Regions from separate parts of the Rattus norvegicus genome. Here region 2 is linked to region 1. The links are chromatin contacts, called in public Hi-C maps. All regions are on one chromosome and are shown on one strand. The core of a region is the stretch at or near the end of the contact, and the rest is flanking DNA. Distances in the headings are between cores, read along the strand shown. Region 1 holds the start of Ebf1 (EBF transcription factor 1). Region 2 overlaps Ebf1 (EBF transcription factor 1).

What was found. Hi-C and Micro-C count contacts between places; a contact is called where the count stands out from the background.
Region 2: a Hi-C map of Schwann cells shows a contact between it and region 1, with 4 times the contacts expected there. The contact joins the enhancer-like site here to the promoter of Ebf1 in region 1. A contact is called at or near these places in 4 of 12 Hi-C or Micro-C datasets (the A7r5 cell line, Schwann cells, kidney and 1 more).

What each region holds. Positions count from the first base shown.
Region 1 is chr10:29,599,820-29,606,638 of GRCr8, forward strand. It overlaps Ebf1 (EBF transcription factor 1), which reads left to right and starts at 2,102. Exons shown (of 16, transcript NM_053820.2): 1 at 2,102-2,523; 2 at 4,576-4,732; 3 at 5,322-5,385; 4 at 6,049-6,104. The coding sequence starts at 2,390.
Region 2 is chr10:29,883,181-29,890,854 of GRCr8, forward strand. All of the region lies in intron 8 of Ebf1 (EBF transcription factor 1), which reads left to right. Among named protein-coding and RNA genes, the nearest start is that of Ebf1, 290 kb to the left of the region's middle. Within about 2 kb of position 1,736, at least 1 of the 93 cell types and tissues checked has an H3K27ac peak or open chromatin away from gene starts, as enhancers often do. A contact at or near this core is called in Schwann cells, where this site is marked.

The DNA.
Region 1 (6,819 bases), core at 852-3,351:
AGTCTTGGAATACACCCAATCTTTCATCACAAAAGGGCTCCACTTTCCTCCTTGGACAGACACACCAAGCATTACATTTGCTGGCCTTAATTGTTCCATTCAACAGGGATGTGTGTTCCTTTCCATCGCTGACAGTGATACATTTTATAAATCAGAGGGCCAAGGAAGACCAGAAGAAAAGGGAATCTAGATTTGGGGCAAAGAATTTTCCCCCAAGGAGTCCTTAGCAGCCTTGACTGCATCCAGGATGTCCTCTGAGGGTAATGATACAGTTTACCATGAGCTTATTAAACGTTGCATCTTTTTAAAAAAAATAATGATGGGGCAGGCATATTACCCATAAACTTCCACCCATTTCCTCTTCAGCCACAACACCAAGGCCAATAGGCCTGAGGTGGGAGTGGGAGACAAGTTACCCTCTTCCTCCTCCTTTTCCTTCCTCCCTTCCTTCCTTCCGTCCTTTCTTCCTTCCTTCTTTTTCTCCCCTTACATTCTTCCACCTTATCCACTTCCTCCTCTTTCCTTCCTTTCCCTCCCTCGCTCTCATCTCTCTTCCCTACTTCCCAGTCTCCCTGCGGTTGTGATGGAAGTTGGCTTAAGCCCCCTTCGCGTTTAACAGAAAGAACTCTGTGTGCCAAATAACCAGCTAATCAGAGAAGGCAACATCCTTGCTGTGTTGGTAAGGAAAAATAAAGCTACTTTGCGGAGCAGGAGAGGGGTTTGGGGATCTGAAGATATTTAGAGTCTCACCCTGGCACAGTCCCAGAGACCTATTCATTCTTAAGAGACTGCTGAAGTGACCGAGTAAGAACCGCGCCCAACAGCGTTTGTGTCTGGGCTAACCCCAGAATCAGAGGCATTTCAGAGGCCTGCTAAGGACCGAGTCTGGATCACACAATCCCTTGTGCGATCTACTAAAGTATTCGTTGGGGCAATAGGCTTCTCTACCTCTCCTGACACGGAGACAGTGTGTCTTCCGAGGGCCCACAAGTCTCGATCTTGCTCGCACACAAAGTTCAACCCGCTACCCTTGCTTCAGAGAGAAGAGCTGGGCACCTGGGATGGGCATCCTGGCTTTTCTGCCTGGTCAGTCCTTTTTCCTCCAAGTTTGCCCCCGAAGTCCTAGGACAGCCGAGCAAGGGACTAGGCGTCTGCCCAGGGAGAACGCAGTCAGTACGCCTCCGTCGCGCTCTGGGCGCTGAGGGGATGCTCAGGAACTGCCATGGCGCATACCCCTTCGGCTCAGGATACCTCCATCTCCTTCCCTCTGCCCCCTTTCTTGCTCTTTACGGCCGAGCTCCCTCCAGCCTAGATGCTGGTGCTCAGAGCTCCCTCGTTCGCCACTTTGCCGGGAACTTTGGCGGCTCCCCTGCGCCACCCAGAGAAGGATGTTAATGAGGGAGTGTGGCCAGGCTCTGTGAACAAGCCAGCTCGGGAGCTGCGATTGGCTGCGATAAGGCGGAAGGATGACGTTATGCAAAGAAGGGGCGTGTCCAGGCTGCGAGGGCCCCGCCTCCTTCCCTTTGGGGTTAGTGTGCCTGTGTTTAGCTCTAGGGAGAGTCAAACTGGATTCCACAGGGAGAGCCTGCAAATCACTTCTATTTTAGCAAGGAGAAAACAGAATCTCCATCCAGCAGGGTCCACCCCTCTCTTTCTCCCTCTCCTCTCTTTTTCTATCTCTTTCCCTCCCCCCCTTCCTCTTTCCCTCTCTCTCCCCTTCCCCCCACCCTCTCCGGTGTATCTGTCTACAGCAACCAGCGTCCTCATCTACACGCACGGAAAGGAAAGAAACATCTTTGGTTGAGAGAGGAGGAGGAAAAAAAGAGAGAGAGAAAAAAACTTGCCTGGTTGTGGAAAATGACACTTCAAGTAGCCAAGCCGGCTTCGAGAGTCGTATCTATTGTTTCTTAAATTGTCATCAGGGTGGTTTTTTTCTTCCTGCTTCTTCAAGTGAAGGTACCGCTACAAAAGGAAACTCCAGCCCCTCCTGTTCTCCAACGGCCTGTGATTACTACAAAAAGAAAAAAAAAGCAAAAAAAAAAAAAAAAAAGCAAAAAAAAAAAAAAAAGGAAAAAAAAAGCACCCAAACTCAAAACCAACCAACCAAACAACCCCCAACAGCCAAGCATACATCTCTGTTTTTTCTTAATTTTGGTCTTTTCGTTGGATTTTCCCTTTCTTTTTTTTCCCTCGCCCCCCCCTCCTTGTTATCGCTCAGTTTTGAGCGAAGGTTTACATTTTTAAAAATTTTGCTTTTCAGCCCGCCTTGATGTAGCGCGAGTTTCATCGACTCAAAAAAAAAAAATCTGTGGTTGGAGTTTTTTTTTTCCTTTTTTTTTTTTAATATTTTCAAAGGGGAGGAGATTTTCCACAAGAAAAGGTTGTTTTCATGTTTGGGATCCAGGAAAGCATCCAACGGAGTGGAAGCAGTATGAAGGAAGAGCCGCTGGGCAGCGGCATGAACGCGGTGCGGACGTGGATGCAGGGCGCCGGGGTGCTGGACGCCAACACAGCGGCGCAGAGGTGGGTACCGCTGGGGGACCGTGGAGGAGAGGCCGCCGGCTAGCGGGAGAGCCCGGAGACCGCGGCGCCGCTACCCGGGGCCCGGCCACGCGAGTGCGTCTGCCGCTGCGCTGCGCTCGCCGCCTGGGCTCCGCGCTCCCCGGCTGCGCAGCACTCGTCGCCGCCGGCCAGAGAACAGCGAGCTGCCGGAGGGAGCCGAGCCCAAGCTTTGTCGGCACTTTCCGCAGCCCCATCTGCGAGTGTTTTCGTTTTGTTTTAACCCAGAAGAGGAGTCTCTGCAGCACGGTGTTGGATAGCTGCGCTTTTCTGACCGCTTGTTTTCTTTTCTGGGTGGCTATATATTTTTCCCCTTCTCCTTCCCTTCCCTTCGCTTCCTTAATTTCTCTTCAGTTCTTTCCCTTTCCCCCGTTCCTTCTCTCTTCTCTTTTTTCTTAATTTTCTTCTCTCCCCTTTCTTTCTTCCTTTCCATTTCATTTCACATTTCTTTCCTTTCTCCCTATCTTTCCTTTCTTTTTTCTACCTTCTTTAATTTTTCCTTGTCCTTCCCCACTCTTTTTCTCTTTCTTTCCTTCTCAGTTTCACCCTTCTTTTTTCTTTACTCTTTCCTCACCCGGCTGTCTCCTCCCTATATTCTCTCCCCATTTCTCTCCTATCTGGTTCTTTACTCTCCCCTCTCTCCACCCCTTAGCCTTCAGTTTTTCTCAGTCTGCCTGTAGAGGAGTGATTTCCAACTTTAATTCTCACATCTCCTAAAAGCCTTTCTCATCCCCTGTCACCTTGGACTCCTCCAGTCCCTCTCCAGCTCTCCAGACCCTACACTGAGTGGCTTGGAAGCCATGCTCTTGGAGGCCAACTTGAGGAACTTCCCTGGACACACCCAGTGCCCTGTCCAGGGGCTCCTGGTCCCAAGTGAGAAATGGTACCTTGCTCTTTTCATTCTTGGCCACCAGCTGGGCTTAGGGAAAAGTTTGTGGGCCCAGGCCCCATTAGACATATAAGGTGCAGAGGGAGAAGGGAGAGTAATTCCATCTTTCCAGTTTTTTTGGGGGGGGGGCAAGGACTAGGGACAACTGTCCTGTACCGTTTCCATCCCGCTGAGCACAGGGTTGGGAGTGGTTGGTAGTGAGAGTGAATTGGGTAACTAGGCTGGAAGCGAAAGTGTGTGTGTGTGTGTGTGTGTGTGTGTGTGTGTGTGTGTGTGTTGCCCGCCAGTGTCCTGCAGTTTGGGCTGACATTGTGGTGTTCCCGGGCACCCCAATCTTCAGTCCCCAGTCCCAGACGGATCTTCTCAGCCAAGCAGCCTTGGTTTCTGCAATGTGTGAGGATGATTTTTCAGAATGGCAAAACTTTGTCAAGACAGGTCTTTCATTAAACAATTAAACCAAACAACAACAGCCACCTACAACAGTAAAACAGAACGCCCCAGTTCCCTTTCCAATGGCGATCGATCATTTCTAATAGCCGCGAGTCCCAATCTGGGACCCTTCTCCCCTTGCTTGTGTTTGTGTAGAAAATTAGCGTGCTGAGGCCGGCTACCGGCAGCTGGAGGAGGCCAGGGAATTTCCTGGAGGGTGGCTGCTGCAGCGAGCAGCCTAGCATCCCTGCATACATTTCCACCTGCCCACTTACTTGCGAGATTTGGAGGCGTAGTTGGAACCCATTCCCACGCCCTGGCCTTCGAAGTAGTAAACTGCGCACTTTCTCTTTAACCCCCTTTCGCTTCACCCACGGTCACGTTTCCTCTCCACGCAGTGCGCTTCCAGTGGAGTAAAGATTGTAGCGTTTCATCTCCTACCCAAAACCCAAACAAAACTTTCACACCTCTGAGTTCTGATGACCCGCTGTCTCTGGAAGGGGAGGACAGGGACATGAGTGACATTTGTGCGGTTCCTCAGCCGCGCTAGAGCTCCTGATGGGTCATGGAAGGAGCCCAGGAGATGTTTTGGGAGCAGAGAAGGTGGGTGTTGGGGGGTTCGCTCGCGTGTCCTGGGTGACAGAGGGGTGCGGGACACAGTCTGGGTTAGCCATCTAACTCTGCGTCTTTGGTCGCAGCGGGGTGGGTCTGGCCCGGGCTCACTTTGAGAAGCAGCCGCCTTCTAACCTGCGGAAATCCAACTTCTTCCACTTCGTCCTGGCCCTCTACGACAGACAGGGCCAGCCCGTGGAGATTGAGAGGACGGCCTTTGTGGGGTTCGTGGAGAAGGAAAAAGTAAGTGGGCGCAACGCAGTCCCCAGTAGTCCCGGGCTCAGAGAGAAGGCCCAGGCTCCTTAGAAGCCGCCTCCATGTGTGGGCAAAGCTTTGCTCACACTCCTGTGAGAGCCCCCCACCCCCGCCCCCTCGCCTCCAACTACTTCCCGTCCTGGACGAATCCAGGCTCCTGGGACACAAGGTCCTGCTCCAGAAAGCTAACATGGAGCCCCCAGAACTGGAGAGATTCCAGGGAAAATGAACGGAACCCTACTTCACTCTAGCCCTGGGAGCCTAGGGGTGTGCTCGCTCGAACTATCAGATCTGCATTGCTTGCCTCAGATGGCCCAGGCTGCAGTCCCCAGACTCTGGGAAGAGTCTCACCCATGTGCATCTCACAGAAATTTCTGGAATGGTAGAAAGAAAGCAGTTCAGGATGACTGTGGAGAAAAGATTAAGTTTGCCACAATTTCTGTTGCTATTGGGGCTGGCTGGCTTTACAGGATTTGGGGGGGGTCCCATTTGGGAAAAGTTGCCTTGAAGTTGGTGCACTCGCTCACGGAGACCTCTTTCCTCGTCTCTTGTGTCTTTGGGCCTTGCTGCAAACCAGGAAGCCAACAGCGAAAAGACCAATAATGGGATCCACTACCGGCTCCAGCTCCTCTACAGCAATGGTGAGGCTCCTGTCGGGTCGGTGCCAGCACCCTGGGGCTCAGGGTCAGGGCAGGGGGCTCACGGAGCTCCAGGTGGACGAAAGCCCCCCAGCGAAGCTCAGCCGTCAGCCACCCTCCAGGTGAACAGGCCTCTCCGAAATTTCATTCTAGAAGTTTCTCACCTGAGGAGGCAGAGGGCGGCTTGGTCAGTCCAGGGCTGACCAGAGGCCACTTTTCCCTGACAAGACCACTCGTTTGTCTTCTTTCTCCCCTTCTTGAGGCCTGTGTTGTTCGGCCAAATTTCCAAGTCTCAAGGCTCTTCGGGTTATTTTTGGGGGTGGGAGTGGGAGGGTAGGAGTGGAGGTGCTCCTGACGGATCCAGGCGGCTTCAGAGGGACTCTAGCCTGGGGGATGAAGAATGGCCAGGTTGAGGGGCTTCCCTCTTTTTCTAGCTCCAGTGCTTGGAGGAGGCTTGCTTCTAAGGGAGTAGGCCCGCAGATCCTTTCTGGATTCTGGGAAGGAAAGTCTTGGCTCGCCCCTTTCAGGACAGCGGGAGTTCCCCTTGGCCTTGGACCCCATTGTGTGCAGTTTTTGTTTGTTGCTATTGTTATGTGTATTGTGGAGTTCTCTTTTCTTTCAGGGCTTATCCCCTCTCTTAATTTTCCTTCCTCCCTCCACCCCCAGGGATAAGGACCGAACAGGATTTCTACGTGCGCCTCATCGACTCCATGACAAAACAAGTAAGTTTCTTAAAATTCCACACGGAGGGGACGGACGACTCTCAGGTCACCAAATTTGCTGCAATTCAAAAGCTGGTTGAGCTACTGAAAGATGACTGGGACGCAAACTCTTAAGCCAGGGTGGCCCTGGCAAAGTTGTTGCAGCGCAGGCTTCCCAGACCATTTCTGCTCGAGGCTCACTGTCTCCCTGGGAAAGCCAGGCCTGGCGATTAAAACCTGGGGTGCTGAGAGAAGGAAAAAGGCCTGAACTTCCTCTGGCTTGGCCAAGGAGTCCTAGGGGAAGCAAAAAGAGCCCTAGAGACAACCCCCTCCGGGGTGGCCTTATGGACTGAACTCTTGAAACGCAAACCAGCCAGGTCTCCCCCAAGGCTCAGGCCTGAGGAATTGGTTTGGGGGTGGGGAGTTGGGGAGAGGTAATTCTGGCTTCTTTAGAAATGAAGCTGTTGGAATTTGCAAATGAACTCTGCACAGATTTTTTTTATTTTCTTAAAGGCGATGGTATTGGAAGGTAGTGTTGGAAGTGGGAGCCTACAGTTGTTCAAGGATATTTGCAAAAAAAAAAAAAAAAAAAAAAAAAAAAAACCCTCCTGCTTTGGCCTCCAAGTTTGGCTGTAAGCCAGAGAACAAGAGCTAGCTAGCTTTCTGTCTTAAAGGTACACAGACAGCATTTTCTTAAGCTTGCCAACACACAGTGTCAGGCAGTATACATTAAGGT
Region 2 (7,674 bases), core at 486-2,985, 280 kb after region 1:
TGGTAATTCTAGACCCACTACAGGCAGTGCCTTTTGGTGGTTCCCCGGCTACTAACCTGAGTGCTCCCATAATCCAACTGGTCTAGTTGAAAGACTAAGTTGGTTGGCTACTGTGTCTGAGGATACGCAAGGAGCATCAACTGAATTAAACTCAGTTTATTCAAGATGGATCTATAAACTACAGCCTCCCCAGGCCAAAAAAGTACTCCAAGAAACATACAAAATCTATTCCAAGAAACATACAAAAATCTGGCAGAAATGACAATGAGAATAGTAGCCTCTAATTGGTTTTAAAACGCCTAATACTAACCCTCTTGTAGTGAGGGCTGGGGAAAGCCCAGGTGACTGTTTTCTGTCCGAGTCATCCATTCAGCAACATACATCATCTGTATACATGTCACCACACTCATCTCCCTATTCTGCTTTTTCAGGCAAATGTCCCCATCCATACCTAGGCTGACAGTACATTAAATAAACCCTAAAATTCAGTAAGGAGAAGAAACCTTGGGGCCAAAAACAAAGAGTAGGTCTGAAATGCTTTTAAACTTTTTAGCGCATTTTTTTTCATGTGAACCAAGCCAGACTCCTGTAATGTCAAATCACGTGCACGCGTCTCTCCTTTCCCTGAACCCTGAGTCCTGCTCCCAGACACAAGAGAGCTAAAAATTCATATTCCGCTGAGGAAAGGCAAGCCTTGGTGAACAGATGGAGTGGAGTTCAGCATAAAGGTTTAATCCTATCAGGCTGATTCCTGTATGGCCATCTGGATAATCCCACACACACATTCAAGTCCTGTTAAAAATACGACTCTAGCCAAGATTAATGTCACAGATTTTCCACTGGACATGTTCATATTTGACTTTATGATTTTCCCAGCCTAGGAAGATTGCTTGTGAATAAAGGCTAGTGTATTCCTTGAAGAAGTGGCTACATGATTTTATTGTGGTTGTTGTTCAATCTGGAAATGGTTTTCCCCTTTCCTTAATATCGGGTGTTTGTGGGGATGTTTACCACTCCTCTGCCTCCTTGGCTCTCCTTCCTCAAACTGTTCATACAGCAAGTTAATTAGGAGAAAAGGGTAAAAATCATTTTGTGCAAAAAAGTTTCCCTAGTTGGGAAAAAAAGGGAATTATTTACTCATGGTGTCCTCAGAGGCAAGCAGTTTCATGACTGCTTCGACAAATAGCACAATTGGATCCATGAATAATTCATTCTGAGGGTTTGCCTACCCTCCATGACTATTTCCCCATATTACTTAGCAATGGAGTGGCTGACAATCACAGAACAAGGGGAGGAGAGAGAGAGCTCGTGGCGACATTTGCCTTTCACTGTTTCAGAATTAGAATTCTGTGCATTTTAATTCTGAGTCACATGCGAAATGCAAGTTGGAATGGAGTGTATTCAGCCCTCCTTGAGTCACAAAATTCTGAGCTTCTGTGTGTATTTAACAAACAATTTTTGTATATTATGAAACAATGCTTTGTTGCCTGTCATTAAATCCAAAAGCCTTCAACAATCTTTCAAGTGCAATTTAGAAGTTATAGGCACATCAAAATGTCAAGATTTTTTTTCCCCCACAGCTAAATTGTAAAACAGCCCTGAAGAGCAAAAGTGAACAAGAGTTCTGGATCTCAGAGAGACAGACTTAGAAATTCAGAACCAGCTGCCCTGGAATGTTCCAGAATACAGTTGTGACCACACTTATGCCCTTCTCTTGCTCAGGCTCTGCTGTGCCCACTGGTGGTACTCAGAACCTCAAAAGAAACAAGAAAGCAGAAAATTAAGTAGGAAGTGGAGAGCGTGTGGACCGGGTCTGTGATTGGCAGGTGGCATCTCTTGGGCCAAGTGGAGGAGAACCACTTCCTGCCTTTATAGGAACAGTCTTTGGAGCAATGTTTCCATCTAGTGACTGGGAGGTTTCTCCTTTCCTCCTTTTTCAGAGCCATTAATGCTGTCAGAGCAAGGTTTTTTTTTTTTTTTTTCCTGCCAGATGAAGTCACTTTGGGATAAAGGATGCAAAGCACTTGAAAGTCTCGATTTCCTCATGGAATATTTAATAGGTTTAATTGCATCTGGCATTGAGAAACCTCTATATCATGGCGTGCATTTCCCTTTAAAGTGACAAACACCACACACACACACACAGAGAGAGAGAGAGAGAGAGAGAGAGAGAGAGAGAGAGACAGAGAGAGAGACAGAGACAGAGACAGAGACAGAGAGAGAGACTCTTGTATATAAAATACTATAATTCTTTTGCAAAGCAACATCTAGATGTTTTGCTAGACAAAGCAGTAAATGCAGATCAATAGCAAAATGAAACACACTCTAATAAGTGATAAAATACTTAACTACACCCTGTGTTTGCAGAGGACCATAAAGAAAAGCAGAACCAGACCCGGGTAACTCCTCAGAGCAGCATGTGTGTTGCTGTAGCTTTTGGGACAGGGCTGTGTTTCTTGTGGTTGGGGGGCACCTGTGGTGGTGGTGGTGTTTGCCTTCTGCACATGGGTCCGCCCCTGGCGGGTGGTAAATGCCTAATGTGGTGTTGTAGTGACTACTAACTTCTCAGGCACACTGTTGGAGGACATTTGGCCCAATAACAGACCCTGTGCATGGTGAGGGTGGAGAGGGCTAGCCTTCCAGCTAGTGTCAAACCCTCTCTCTGGTCCCCTTCTTGTCTTTAACTGATTGCTTGGAAACAAAGGAAGAGTTGGGGAAAATAATCATTTCCCTCAAACGAGTAGCATGACAGATTATTGAGACGGCTCACTGAGTAGAAATGGGGATCTTCTATAGCCCAAGAGCTTCTGGAATGGGGTTACTCCCAAACACAGCATCATTCAAACCCAGCAGATACACAGGAGAGAGGTTTGATGAGCGCACAAAGGTACCATTGGAAGGAGCTCAGCTCGGACTGGCAAGATGATTCGTCAGGTAAAGGCGCTTGCTGCTGCCAAGACTTACAAAGACAAGTTTGATTACAAGTAACCCACATGGAGGAAGGGAAGAACATACCCCCTCACGTTGTCCTATCGAGCTGAATCTCCTGTGGTCACTCCACACTCTACGTGTGTACTCTCGAATGTGTATAACACCCCCCCTTCACCGTCAACAGACAGACAAAAATACGTTAAAAGTTAAAAGAGTCCAGCCTACAGGTTTTGCATTTTCTGCCAAGCATCCACCCTTAGAATGTTAACAGTAAAGATGCTGCATATGAAACAGTTCTGATACATTTCCTGATGAGCATTCATTTCAGACAACTATCTTCAAGAAGGAAAACAAACGACGATAACTCGCTCTGCTTTGGGATGTTGCAGTGTCAGTCCATTCAGCTAACCCACTAGCAAGTAGCTAAAAACACTTAGGACGGTTTGATAATAAACCGTAGACAAACTCTATATAATAAAAATAGAAAAACTCCAAATGATGAACACACAGGGCACTATAGTAAAGAAATGAACTCCAGTTACCAGAAGACCAATGATAATAATGATAGTAATAATAATAAAAACAATAATAATATAACGACGATGATGATGAATGGTTATGGTAGAAACTAGCATACAGAATACCTGATATGGGGTTGGCACTTCCTGTGAGTTTTGTGTCAAATCTGTGAGGTCTCAACCTCTGGAACCTACTTCAGTCTCCATGGAGCAAATGACTGTACTAAATGGTAAATGTAGAATGATAGAATTGATGTCCGATGGATTACCGGTCTTCACTAAGATCCCAATAAAAGCTGGTGCTGTTCTTGCCACCTCCTCTGGGAGGCTTAGCTAGGTACCTGCTTCTTAGAATTGCTTGTTCATACAGGGCTGGTTGGTGGACCGTTAGCGAAATGCATCTGACATGTCTCATGCATAGACACAATGGAACCGGAGAGCAACCTTGTACCTACTTCACAGTTCACAGTGAATTCCAGCAGGAGACATAGACTATGACTTGAAACTTCCTGAGGTTGTAAATTTTGCCAATTGATAAGAGTATTTTTTTTCCCCGTGATATACAAAGATGGGAAAGGAGGGAACAGAGCCACAGAGCACATCTCTACTGAGGCTTCTGGCATGGGGCAACAATGATGGCCAAACGCTTATTTTGGAAACGAGATCTTATAGACCTTGAAGCTGGGTCATCGTTATGGCTGCCCTAATAAGTGAGGCATTGGTCAGAGCACAAAGGGATCTCAGAGGCAAACACAAGAGCAGCCCCAGGACCCTGCTGATCGGCACACACACCACTAATTCATCTCAATGGGCAGGCACCTCTGAGCTCAATTAACCCTTATTCCCAAGGCCACCCATAAACCCTGAGGTAAACACGGCTCTCCAGACCCTGGCTTTCTATCAATGAAATAGGTCATTTCTATTGGAGGCCGAGCTTGTAAATTCACCTTGCTGATCAAGAGCTCAGTGCTCCTGGTTGCGAGAAGGCAGGCGCCAGCATCCTGTAGCATTGATTTCTATAAGTCAGACAGTTTTAAACTGCTGAGGGCATCGGTGATTTCTTCTGCCTTCTGAAGTGATTCGAAGAGAATATGCATGTTCTGGAGGTGGGAGAGGTGATCAGAAATGTCCCCAAGTGCAATTGTCTGCACACACGTTATGTACTGGAAGCTGAATGATTTCTCTCTTTCCCATTCTTTTTTTTTTTTTATTCTTCCTTTCCTTTTTCTTCTCACAGTGGCTATTGTTCAAAAGCAAATTGGAAATCTGGTAATTAGGCCCTGACTCACGGTGTAGTATTAAAGTCCTGAGCCAAAGTTCAACACCCTGAAATGAAATTTAAACCAATTAATCTGTTAGATTTTTATCGCTTGTCCGTGTTTTCTCAGCAATTCCCCCAGCACGTGGCCTTTGATCAACTCTCATACAAACGCTAAAATGTGTGCCCGCTGTTACCAAGACAGAATGACATTAACATGGTCCTCATAAAACAATCAGAGCAGAGAGGCCCTCAAACAGGCAGGGCATAGTAATATTTAATAAAAGCGCACACATAATCTTCAGAATTAGCATTTTGTGCCTTGCAGTACCTTTGGGAGAAGAGCTTTTATTTGTGGAGTGATCATTATAACAAAGAGGCACTACCTAATAATTCCCACTTTAATTCTGCGATGTGCCAGGAGCATTTCAGAGCCATTATGCTAAACTGGTGGGGTAATCATGCTATTGTCACAGTTTGAAGGAAGGAAAATCTCGACTTTGGTGGCTGGTTAGGGGTGGGAGAGGCATTAAAGAAAAGAAGGGGGAAAACTTTTATTTTTAATGAAATTTAGAACCAGAAATGGGTCTGTTGCCCTTGTGGACAGAGTGCGAAAATGTGTGGATGAAAAGGAGTCTTTCATTAATTAAACCATGAATTTTCTGGTTTTCTTTCTTTCTTTTCTTTCTTTCTTTCTTTCTTTTTCTTTCCTTTTTCTTTTCTTTTCTTTCTTTCTTTCTTTCTTTCTTTCTTCTTTCTTTTTCTTTCCTTTTTCTTTTCTTTCTTTCTTTCTTTCTTTCTTTTTCTTTTCTTTTCTTTCTTTCTTTCTTTTTCTTTCCTTTTCCTTTTCTTTTCTTTCTTTCTTTCTTTCTTTCTTTCTTTCTTTCTTTCTTTCTTTCTTTTTCTTTCCTTTTCCTTTTCCTTTCTTTCTTTCTTTCTTTCTTTTTTTTTTTTACAAAAGTAGTCCTGCTTTCAAATCTGTTCCTTCACTTCCTATTTCATAATGGTTATTTGGAGAAAGACTGCTATCGATGATCGCAGCGCGGTTGTTAAACTTGTGTAAATCTCCCCACTTTCAAATTCTGCTGAATCCAGCTAGGGTGAGTGCTAAAGTAGTGAACTCTTTCCCTGCCTCTGAGAGTAGCCGGTATCAGTATTGAGGCAGGTGAGGCCACAGCTGCCAGGAGGGCCGGCCAGCGTCCTTAGACAACTTGCCAGTGGGATGGAGGAGAGACCCAGGGTCTCTGAGCAGCCCAGCTGATATTAGGTGCTTGACTGAGTTCTTTTTAGTATTGATTTGCTCTCAAAAGTACAAATGTCACCACGTGTCCTGCTTCACTGAACTCTTTCCTCGTATATTACTATAATATATGCTCAGTGGAAAAGCCTCAAGCCATATAAACGTTAATAGAGTAAAAATTAGCAGCCTTCCTTTTCTGTCAAACCCAATCCTGTCATATTCCCTTTCCATAAGGAATCACTGTGGACAACTGATGTACATCCTGTCTTCTAGACCTTTGTCTAGAACACCTGGTCATGTGTAATCTGAAATTACACACACACACACACGCATGCATGTATATGAAGGTTCACTATATATGATTTTTCAAATTATCTGGAACTCTTTTTTTTATTAGTTTGTATTGTTGTTACCTCTCAAAATTTTCTCTCTGAAATCCAGAAAGATAATATTGGCATTGGTTCCTTACTAGGGCTCAATGTTCTTTCCTCTGGCTTCTGAACAGCTGTTCCTAGTATTTGAAAGCAGGGCCACTTTCCTTAAGTTCAAGTATTTGCAAGTGTGTGTAAACATACCCTCATACACTCTACTCTCCCATGTATCCCTCCCCTCCAAGCTCCCACATCCACATACACCCAGACTCCCCCTCCCACACACAAAGATGCACATATAAAATCTTTGTACTTTATAAATAATAAGTGGATAAACAAAGAAAGGAGTCAGATGCAAAGTCAACAGGTCTTGACCATGTGATTGCCAAACCTCTCCCATGGACGAATTTCTTTTGGATACTCAAATATGCCCTTCCACATCCTTTTCTGCTATGGTGAGAAGTTTGGAAGAGACATTGATTGTCTGGACAATTATGTCTGTATCTCAATAAAATAAAATAAAATAAAAAGCAGAAACCCCAAGGTTAATAGACGCTAATGTAAAGATCATTTTGTACTCTGCACAGGCAAACACAGCCCCAGCATTTAATGACACCACTGGAGCCCATGTTGTTTTTCAACTACATGGGGCTCTAACACTTTTGTATGGGATCTTAGCACATAAGTATATTGAGTTATAAATCAATTTTTAAAAAGTGGATAATGGTAACCAAATGTTTTCAAAATGGTTATATATTACGAATGTTTCATAGTTGTTAAATGTAACATATCTGTTTTATAAACAGCTTGGAATCCTATATTGTACTGTCATTGACTCAGAGGCCCTTAAACAATTGCTGTCAACATTTTAAGTTTTTGAGGAAGCTTTTTTGTAAGAAAAGGTCTCATGCCCTTGAGGCACCGATCCGCCCCCCAATCCCATGTAGCAAAATTTGGGCAAGATTGTGCAGTCCAGTCATAGATCCTTTATATGTTCTTGATTAATTGCTTTGTTTGGGGCTAAAATGCAGGAAAGTAAATACTCGAGCTGCCCCGTTTCAGCTGCAGATGCGTTCCTGTGAGTTCAGCCAACACCGAATGTTTGGTTTGGATGTTTTTAGACTTCTCTGTGCAAGGTTTTGAGGATTAATTTGAATGAGGACCAAGGCCATCCCACTTGTTTGTATGGTGGCACGTGAACACTGGTCCCGCTGGGATGAACTTAATGTTTTTTTTTGCTTATTACACAAGACTCTGCCAAATTTGACAAAGTCCAATACTAATTATTATTATTTTCCTAGCACTTCCCACTCACATTTAGAATTAACTGCTGTTCTCCTTGGCGTCAGTGTTTGG